2 separate regions of the Gossypium arboreum genome follow, and region 2 is linked to region 1. The links are chromatin contacts, called in public Hi-C maps. All regions are on one chromosome and are shown on one strand. Each heading gives the region's core, a stretch centred on a gene start, on an enhancer-like site or on the middle of the called end of the contact. The rest is flanking DNA. Distances are from core to core; before and after follow the strand shown. Region 1 holds the start of LOC108489287 (protein-tyrosine-phosphatase IBR5-like). Region 2 holds the start of LOC108487384 (probable lipid-A-disaccharide synthase, mitochondrial).

Region 1 (5,067 bases), core at 863-3,362:
AGATGCATGATAGCCATTAATATGTATTTAAGCAGATGCAACATCAAACAAAGAGAACAAACTGTATAATGAAAACTGAAAAAGAATGGATCTTCACACCATCACCCTTACCACCTGCCAAAACGATCCTTCCAATTCCCTCCCTGATGGCATTGGAAGGTGGTTAGAGTATTACTATCAACTTAGTTTAACAGTTATACTTTCCAATATCAAAAGCATATCCTGTGGAGACAGTCCCCAATTCCATTTTCTCCTCATCCCTAATACCATTCTTTGATACAGAAGTGTTCTTACTGCTTTGACCCCATTCCTACAAAATTCCAATTTTTGCCCTTGCAAATGGCAAACAGAATATATGGGTTTGGATATTGTGTAAATCTAACAAAGAAGCTATTCATTGGCTGCTATGTTTAGCCACCTTCTGATTCTATATGTATGATGGCTGTGAATAGAATTGTAATTTACTATCGAAAGGACATCCCTTTACTATAGTGAAAAAGTAGCTCAGTACATCTTTCTCAATAATGCTGCATGTGGTCCAGTGCCATGCAAGGTTTAATGTTGTATAATTCTCCATTAAACACTACGAAAATCTTAAAACCTCAATTTATGACGAACCCTCAGGTTCTCCTTTCAAAGGCTAAGGACTAAAAGATCAACAGAACTGCTCTTAGGACCATTTGACTATCAAATCTTACCATTATTTCTAGTTCTAAGTTTGATAAATTGCACCCTCACATCCTGTTCTGGTGTTGCCTCATCAATATCACACATTTTATGTCAAACTTCTTCCCCAAGTTTCCAGCTTAAGATCAATAATAGTGGTCTCAGCCTCATCCGCAAATAGAAAGCATCAACGAATATTACCCATTATTTATCCTAGATATCCAGTTTAACTCAACAGTAAGTTTACCCGAAAGGTTAAGGCCTAAAGTAGAGTCTCAAGGAAAATTCATTAAAACTGGATAGTACACCTATTAACTTCACACTATTCCCAAAGCTATAACTAATCTTTCATTCATACCACTAACCATGCAGATAATCAGAAGACTTCCATAATAGGTAGTACAACTGACATAGGAATTTTTTAGATCAATGTAATTACAAGATCCTCCTCCATTAAGCTTTGGTTAAGCTATAAACTAGGAAAGTGGTTATGAATATTTATCATTTAATTAACAAAATTCTCCATTCTCACTCCCTTCCATTCTTCATGCTAAGCAAAGCCACCCTTTCTATACTTAGAAACAAGCAAAGGCAAAAGGAACTGAGTTAGTTACTAATTTCCTACTTCCGATGCCAAATACTTGGAATGCAGAAAACCCATCAATATTATACAAAAACAGCAGCATAAAAACCTTAAACATACAGCACTAAAATCAATTCCTAATTTACCCTTTTTATATGAATTAGAGAACAATCATAAGTCAACTTTTCCAAACTACATTGGATCACAAAACCCATAAATTTAAATATAAAAACCATAAGCTGATAGTAATACTATAAGCAAACATAAACATTAATGAAAGGAGAAGAAGGGGCCTACATTAAGGACATGAGTAATTCCCTGAGTCTTTAGAAGCTCAGAGCGAGAGGCGTTATCATAGCTACCCAAATAAAGAAAGCCAGGCAAGATGAGGGAGGAAAAAGCACTGACTTGAAGCGATGATTTGTCAGAAGAGAGGGGAATTCTATGGCCACATATCCCACAAACTTCCTCTTCTTCGTACTTGTGATAGTGGCCGCATATCCCACACGGATTCTCCCTTTCCCTCTTCCTCATCCCCACTCGCCACCCCCCAACAAATTTTCGATTATACCCAGATCAACAAAACCAACAAGGATCAAAACCAGAGTGTTTCTTTTTAAGTTGTAGGAAGAAGGGATTGTTAGAATGATAATAAAAGAGGGAGAGTGATGAATCCAGAGTTATAGGAGAGGGGATATGTGTTCTTTGAATGGGTTTTCGTACAAAAAGGAAAGAGAAAGGATTAATATAATGTTTTGTCTCCCTTGACTCTGGGAAATGAAATTCAAGAACCATACAGACAGTGAGGCTTGCCGCTTACCTTATCGGCACGTGCGTCAATGTACTCATCAAACACCCCATGTGCTTTCTTCTTTTTATGTTCTTTTCTCTCTTTTATAACGTCATTAAATTATTTATTTTTCTTATTTTGACTGAAAAATGATGACTTCTGGTAATCAAAATTTTAATTTTATGTTTTAAAATTGGTTTAAATTTTAATATTATTTTTATGATTTTATTAATAGAATAAATTTAGTGTTATTTATAAATTTATTTAAATTTATTTAAATATAATTTGATAGTTGTGAATTTTTTAAATTTTAAGGTTAATTTAATAAAATTTAATTGTTAATATTATTAATTAATTATGATTTTTTAAAATAAATCCTAATTCTTTAAAAATTTCTCAAATAAATGTATTACATTAAACAAATAAATATATATATGTATCAGATTAAAAAATTATCAAATAATATATTAAGCTAGAAATTATTTTTTCATTTAAAATTTGTAATAAATTTCAAACATATTATTTTACTTATAAACAACTTCAATTATTTTAAAATCTTAGGGGAGTTATGAAAAAAAGGGTTTTATCATTTTAATTATTGTTGTTAAAAATATTTTTGAAATAATAAAATATTTATTCAGACATGATATTGTAAGATAAAAAAAATATGTTAGATTTTTGAATAAGAATAATTAAACTAATTTCAATTAAAAGCATTTATACAGAAATGCCAGAAGTCAAAATATTTTATTTGAGTTTAAATTGCAATTTAAAAATATAATTTAATTAGTCAAAAAATATAATTTAATTTGAAAAAAGTTATTTTGACTTGAAATGTAATTTAAAATTATATTTTAAATTTAAAAATAATTTTGAAGCCTCAATGATAAAGGAAACTTTAATTCGTGTCACTTAATTTTATATTTTTTAATTTAAGAATATTATATTATTACTCATTCACAAAATTAAAATATTTAAATATTATATGTAATAATAAAATACATTGCATCCTACAAAAACTGAATTCTAAGTCTTAAAAAAAGATAATATTGAAAACGCACGTGAAATACCAAAAAGACATTCAGAAAAATTAAGATGTAAGAGGTAAAAGGATTGGCGGTGCTTTAAACACGAGGTCCTGTTTAATTTATTGGGACAGTGATGTCCTAAACTTCTATTTATAATCCACCACATCAACCATAACTTCATCTCAATTATAAATTTTGTATTTTTCAATCAAATATCATTTCCTACATTGATTGTCTTGTCTTGTCTTGTCTGTCCACCTATTGTTAACTTTTTAAAAGGTTTATGTTTATTATTATATTATTATACAAACTTTCTAAATTATATATCTACTAAAATAGTTTATTTTTTTAGTCAATTTTCCTGCCGACTTTTTTTTTCTATCCGGTCTTTTAAATTTCTTTTTTAAATTATAGAAAAATAGGTTGTTTTTAAAGTTGGACTTGCTTTTCACCTTTTTTTTTTAGATTTTTTAAAAATTATGGTTAGGTTTTTTATTTTTGTAAAGATTAGGATTATAGTTTTTTTTAAGACTTAGGGTTAGGATTTTAAAGGTAAAATCATGAAAGTTTATTAGTATATTTGAGGGGTTGAGGATGTGTTAGCACGACTCATAACACATACATTTCATATGTTATGTCGGGATAGGACTATTACCTCAAAAACTCATCCTATAGAAATCAGGTTTCGGGGTGACAATGTTTGATACAATCATGAGTCGAAGTCTAAGTGGAGTTCCCAGTCGGCAACCATAATGCGGTCATGGGTTCGAGTATAATTGGGTCCAGTTGACAATTGTTATGCGGTCACGAGTTCAAGCTTTTTAGATACCCACAAATGATGCCTTATATATGTCATACATAATATGGAGGCCATAATTATAGGGAAAAAACGAAGGGCTTTCTGGTGTAATCAACATAATTGTTTTCTTTATTTCCAAGTAGTGGGCATCTTTAACCTTTCATTCTTATCCAAAAGTTGACACCGAGGTGGACACAAGAGGGCTCTCAAGAGGAAAGCGGATGTTTCGATGAAAGTAGAGGTCAAACTCGGGTCGACGCAGTAGCAATTGTAGTTATTACTGTGTTGTTTAATAACGACAACCATTGTCCCCCGAAAAGGAACATCACCTTTACTACACCAAAACAATTGCTCCCAACCTGAGAGTCCTCCTACGTCTACGGTAGTGCTGACCTTTGGATAAAAAGGAAGGTTAAATATATCGATTGCATGGAAATGGAGAAAAAAATTACGCCAATTATAGTAAGAAGCCCTACAATGTAACCCCGAAATCTGACTTCCACAAGATAGGTTTCTAAGGATAGGATATATGAAATGTGTGTGTCTTAGAGCAATATTGCATCATTGATAACTCAAGACTACCTTGAATCAAAAATTATATTAGCGACGAAAATTTTTAACACTGAAACGGTGAATAAAACAAAAAGAGAGAAATATTGTAAAGTGGAGGGATGGAAGCCAAGAGAGATGATGCTTTTGGGATAATGGAGTATAGAGGGGGAGCCCCATTTTATAAGCACGGGGGAAAGGTAAGATTGTAAAGGAAAAAATCTCCTGGTTGAAAACACGTTGCAGGACTAGCGTTTTCATCGAATATCTTCAAAGCATGCTTCAAATCTACCAAAAATTTCCCAAGGTCAGTAATACTCTTCTTTCCAGACTTTCTGAAAATGTTAGAGAAAATTCATCTAGCTGGGCGAGCTTCCCTGCTGACAGGGCAGAAAAGCATACCAAGCTGGACACGTTTTCCACTGTTTTAGAGGAAAAAGCATCTAGCTGGGCGTGTTTTCCTACCATGTCAGCAAGGAAGCTCGCCTAGCTAAACATGTTTTCTCTAAGATTTTCATAAAGTTTGGAAAAAAAAAGTACCTAACCCCGGAAATCCCAGATAAAATCTAAAACACATTTTGATGCACTAATGCCCTCTGAAGCACATGTCTAATTTCAATTAGTGATTTGTGAAACGCGTTTTTGAGCACTG
Region 2 (5,067 bases), core at 1,472-3,971, 180 kb before region 1:
GAAATAATCCATAACACTTTAAAATTTGACAAATTAGTTTCGAGTTAGCTAGATTAATCTAATGCGAGCTTGGAAACATAAAAACCACTAAAAATGAACAAAGTTTACTCACCAAATCGAAGAACCAAAGCTTGACCGAAGCTTTCTCTAGTTTCTTCTAGGATATTCAGGTGAACAAAGATGATGAAAATGTTTCCTTAATTTGTTTTGTTGATAAATTACTTATTTCCTAATTTACTAAATTACCATTTTTTTAATTTCACTCAAATTTCAACAATTTCAAGTCCAAAACCATCCAACATGAATCAAAAAGTCTAATTTTCCTTTAAAAACCCTCTATTAACCGAACTTTTACAGCTTTTACGATTTAGTCATTTTTACTTTAAGTACTAATTAATAAGGATCTAATAGTAATTAACCACAAAACTAGAATTCCACACCATTCCTACCATTTGGCTATTTAAGAAAGGTCCAATTACACAACTGGTCCTTCAATTACTTTTTTAATTATTAATTTAATTAAACTTTATTTCAATTTAACCTTAAAGTATTAGGACCTAATGAATCAATAACCCAAAAGTTAGTGGAATGATTGACATCCACCATCGCTTGGACTTTTGGCTATGTTCTAATTGCTATGTTAATCCCTTTGGTATTTTAAAATCTATAATAGGTAACTTTTACCTCTTTTACAATTTAATCCTTTTACATTAATTAAACAATCAATCATTAAAATTATTGGACCAAAATTCAATTCACATATAATACGACTCTATAAATATTTAATAAAAAGTTTTACGGTCTTAAATTACGAAAATGAGGTCCTAATACCTCATTTTCAAAAACTACTTGACTTCTAGACTGAACCATTTATACTTATCTATTCGTTCATTTATAAAAATTATTAAACCAGAACTCAATATAATATTATAATTGACTCATAAATATTAAATAATAATATGGGCTCACTCGTCGGACTTGAGGCCCGAAACTACTGAAAAATGGGTTGTTATAGATAGCACGTGAGAGACCATATGGAATGGCTAAATGTGTGCCCTGGGGACTGATTGTGTTAAATGAGCTTATAAGCTCGGAAATGATAGAAATGTGATATGAAATGATGATCATAGCAAATGAATAATCATATGTGCCTATAAATGACAATGTGAATTGATGAAGTTGTATAAAATATAAATGAAAATGAGATTAAATATCTAATTGGTACATAAATGTATATGTAAGTAATTGAATTAGATATGTTACATCTTTGTTAATAGAATGGATGATATAAATGTTAGTTTCACTATCAAATGGAATGTTGTAGGAGAATGATATTTTTATATTGAATATGCAAATTGTTTTAATTGAATTGTTGCATATTTGGATTGAATTCTTATATTGATTATGCTCATGTTGTGACTTGAAATATGAAAATTACCACTGAGCGTAATTGCTCAGTGTACGATTTTTTTTCTCTATACGTAGGTATAGTAGATTCTAGATAGATTGAGCAGTTGATCTAGCATCTAGCTAGCGATCCACAACTCAGCAAAGTTTTTAAAGTTCTCTTTTGATTAGTATATGATATGTACCTAGTGTTTAAGCAGGTTTTGTATCGAAATGGTTGAATTTAAATCTTGGTTGCTTGATGTTGTTTTGAAGTATCATTTTGGCATATTTTAGCTTGAATGTAGTTGGCATATTATTGTTTTTGTTGTAACTGAAATGTAAAGTATTATTATAGGTCTCTCAAACTTATACCATATTGATTTTTATGGAAACAGTATATTACGTCGCAACAAGAAGCAGCTCAAGATTCATGTTGCGACAATGTGTACTCGAGGTCATGATGAGACCTACTCAATATGTTGCGTCGTGACAAGGAATCCTCGACATCACAATGTCAACCTGAGATTTTGAAATATTTATGATTTGGTCCTAATTCAATCTTAGGTTAACATTAGAGCTTTCGTAAGCTTAAAGACTCAGAAAGGTTTGTAAATCACATTATATTCATGAATAGCTCGTAATTAAATGTGCATTGGTATAAATTGATTATATTTGATTGTAGCTGCTCTGGCAACGAATGTGACATATTGTAGTTCGGACCCGACGATTGGGTCGAGTATGAGGCGTTACACTACATATAATATTTTAACTTCTACTTTTAAGTAAAGGGATAGAATAAAATTTTAACATTTTAATAATATTCATAAAATTTAATTAAATTTAAAAGTATATTATAGAAAAAATAAAATTAAAAAGTTTATAAAAAATAAGCAGAAAGGAGAAAGGCAAAAAGGCAAAAGTTAATCCTTGATAGGAAAATTTATTGTAAAATTTATATATGTTATCTGTTTTCTTTTCTTGCCATATGTTATCTTTTTGGTTCATGTAGAAGAAAACATGTTAGTAAAGAAATGCAAATGGTGCTTTCAAAATGAAGCTTATGAGAATCAACATCCATCTTCATAACCATAAACTAATTTAGTCAAGTTAGCTTTATTATTATTATTTTTATGTAATTTATTAAATGATTAAAATTAAATAAATTATTTGTAAGTATTGATTAAAAGATAAAATTAATTAGAAATCATTTGATTAAAAATAATTTTAAAAATAGAAACTTAAACCACTGATATTCCTAGTAAAAATAGAAGATATGGAATTAATATATATTAACCAGGCCATGGATGTGAGTCCATGTTTGCATCAGACATGGGCCTTTGTTGTCTCGAAACTGTTGGGTCCTTTACATTGCTCTCTAGTTTTCTTCGAACTGCAAACTAAACCGCGGAAGAGTGTTGCGGCTACTGCACTAGACTACTCTTGCTTCCATCACATTTCCTTTTCAACTGTTCTCATAGAAATACTATACCGAAGATATCGATGTGGTTGGCAGCGATTCAATGTGTGAATATATTTAAGAATAGCATTTGTTTGAAGACACCATTGAGGAGATATTTATGGGTTTCAAGCAAATCCTTAATGGACAGAGCCGCCAGTGAAGGGGAGTTAAGAGTGTTCATTGTTGCAGGAGAGGTTAGTGGAGATTCCATTGCCTGTCGTCTTATGGCTTCCTTAAACAAGATTTCCCCTCTTCCTATCCGCTTCTCGGGTGTAGGCGGGTATGCTTTTTAACTATATATCATTGCCTTTGTATTTTTAGCATTAGCTAGGTGAATTTTGAGTATGGGTTTGATTTATTTTTTCTGAAAAAGAGTAATAAAAATAAGTAAAAAGGAAAGGGCAGACGTGAAAGAACTCAGGAAAGCTATTTCCATTGTTTATATCATTTCTATCTGTTTCAGTAGATTAAAAAAAGGTGGCCCAGGGTTGGGGGGGGGGGGAGATTTATGTCCATATGTGTTGCAACTAGGCAACTTGGCAGAATCAATTTGATGTTAGTTATCTGAACTCTCATGGGGTTCTTTCTAAAGTATTTTCTCTGTGTATATAATAAGGTCCAGGATGTCCAATCAAGGCCTGAAATCCTTGTTCCCAATGGAGAATATTGCAGTAATGGGAATCTGGGAATTATTACCACACTTCTATAATTTCAGAGTGAGTAGTTTGGAACCAAGGTGATTGAACCTTTACCATAAAAGTTTGCACTACCAACAACTGTTGGTTAAGGCACATTGCAGTTCCAAGGGGAGAACTCAGGTTCGAATCTTGGAGACGACTTTGTTGGGAGGGGCAGCCATGAATCCTGAAAAGATTAGTCTTCGAGGACCATAAAATGAACCTGGAGGATTCCTTGAAAAAAAAAAAACTTTGCACTAAACTACTGATGGACCATTTGTATTTGCTGAAATGTCAGGTAAAATTGAAGGAAACTGTGGAGGCTGCATTACAGTTCCAGCCTCACGTGGTTGTGACAGTGGACTCGAAGGGATTTTCTTTTCGTCTACTTAAGCAGTTACGGGGTAATATCACCAATGTGTTGGAGTTAGGATCAATTTTTTGTGTATTTGCATATTGTCTGTGCGATATTATGTGCCGGAACATAAGGAATGTTTATTTTTTGCAGCTAGATACAATCAACAAAGGTTAGATAGACCAGTACACTTTCATTATGTAGCACCATCATTCTGGGCATGGAAAGGAGGTGAAGCAAGACTCAAAGGGCTATCTAAATTTGTGGATCATGTGTTCTGTATACTTCCCAATGAGGAAGTAGGTTGTAAATTAAATGGATTGAATGCAACTTTTGTTGGTCACCCCATTCTGGAAGATGTTTTAGAACTGAACATGGTATGAATTCACATTCTGCTGTCCTGTTATATATTGGTATCATTTTATCTTCTTGTATAAATTGTTATAGTATGGGATTGTTCTGTTTCCTAAAACTTAATAGGGAGTTCAAGTTTCAATACTTACGATTTTGCTTTCTCCAAATAGTTTTTTGCAAGAGTACATATGTTCCTATTGGCACGTGTATGTATGGTTATTTTAGCATTAACAAATGAGAAAAATGTATGCTTAGGGAAAGGAAACTGCATTGCATGAGTGGAAGATAACCGGAAATGGTGGAGATTTTCGAAAAAAATATGCCATAGCTTCAGGTAATGTGGAGATAACCTAGTAAAGTTCTAGGAAGTCAGCAGTTTTTTTTTTTTTCCTCTTTTATAGTTTAACCTTAAGTCTATAATTAGAGAAATTTTCAGTACCTCTAAGAGTGGAGATTGCTCCATTATTTAAGATTCACTCTTACAAGTTCAAGTTGTTTTCTGCTTTATATTTATCATCAGTATGAGCCCTTTACTCTGGACTTTTGGTTTCTGTATGTTGTCTTTTACCCTTAATCAGTTTAATGTTTATAACATCTATGGTCCAACTTTCCGGCTATTCTTTTTTTTTTTCCTTCTCTTTTTCTGATAATCATTCTATGGTAGTTCTTTTCTTGAAGTTGTTGGGATCAATCAAAACCTGCAATTTTTTTTTTTTTTAAATCAATGAATGTATTAGAATTTAGAAACTGTTTTTGTTCATTTCCTTTTGTGTGCATGTGTATATTTGTTTGCTTATTTGTAGTGTGTACGGCTGTGAGTCACACTTGCTTAA

Evidence for each region. A called contact is a pair of places that touch in the nucleus more often than the background predicts.
Region 2: a Hi-C map of leaf shows a contact between it and region 1, with 2.5 times the contacts expected there. The contact joins the promoter of LOC108487384 here to the promoter of LOC108489287 in region 1. A contact is called at or near these places in 2 of 5 Hi-C or Micro-C datasets (both in leaf).

Annotation. Positions count from the first base shown.
Region 1 is chr7:9,909,829-9,914,895 of ASM2569848v2, reverse strand. LOC108489287 (protein-tyrosine-phosphatase IBR5-like) reads right to left here and starts at 2,112. Exons shown (of 5, transcript XM_017793720.2): 1 at 1,658-2,112. The coding sequence starts at 1,783.
Region 2 is chr7:10,086,529-10,091,595 of ASM2569848v2, reverse strand. LOC108487384 (probable lipid-A-disaccharide synthase, mitochondrial) reads left to right here and starts at 2,721. Exons shown (of 9, transcript XM_017791714.2): 1 at 2,721-3,128; 2 at 3,465-3,564; 3 at 3,824-3,929; 4 at 4,034-4,257; 5 at 4,490-4,568. The coding sequence starts at 2,890.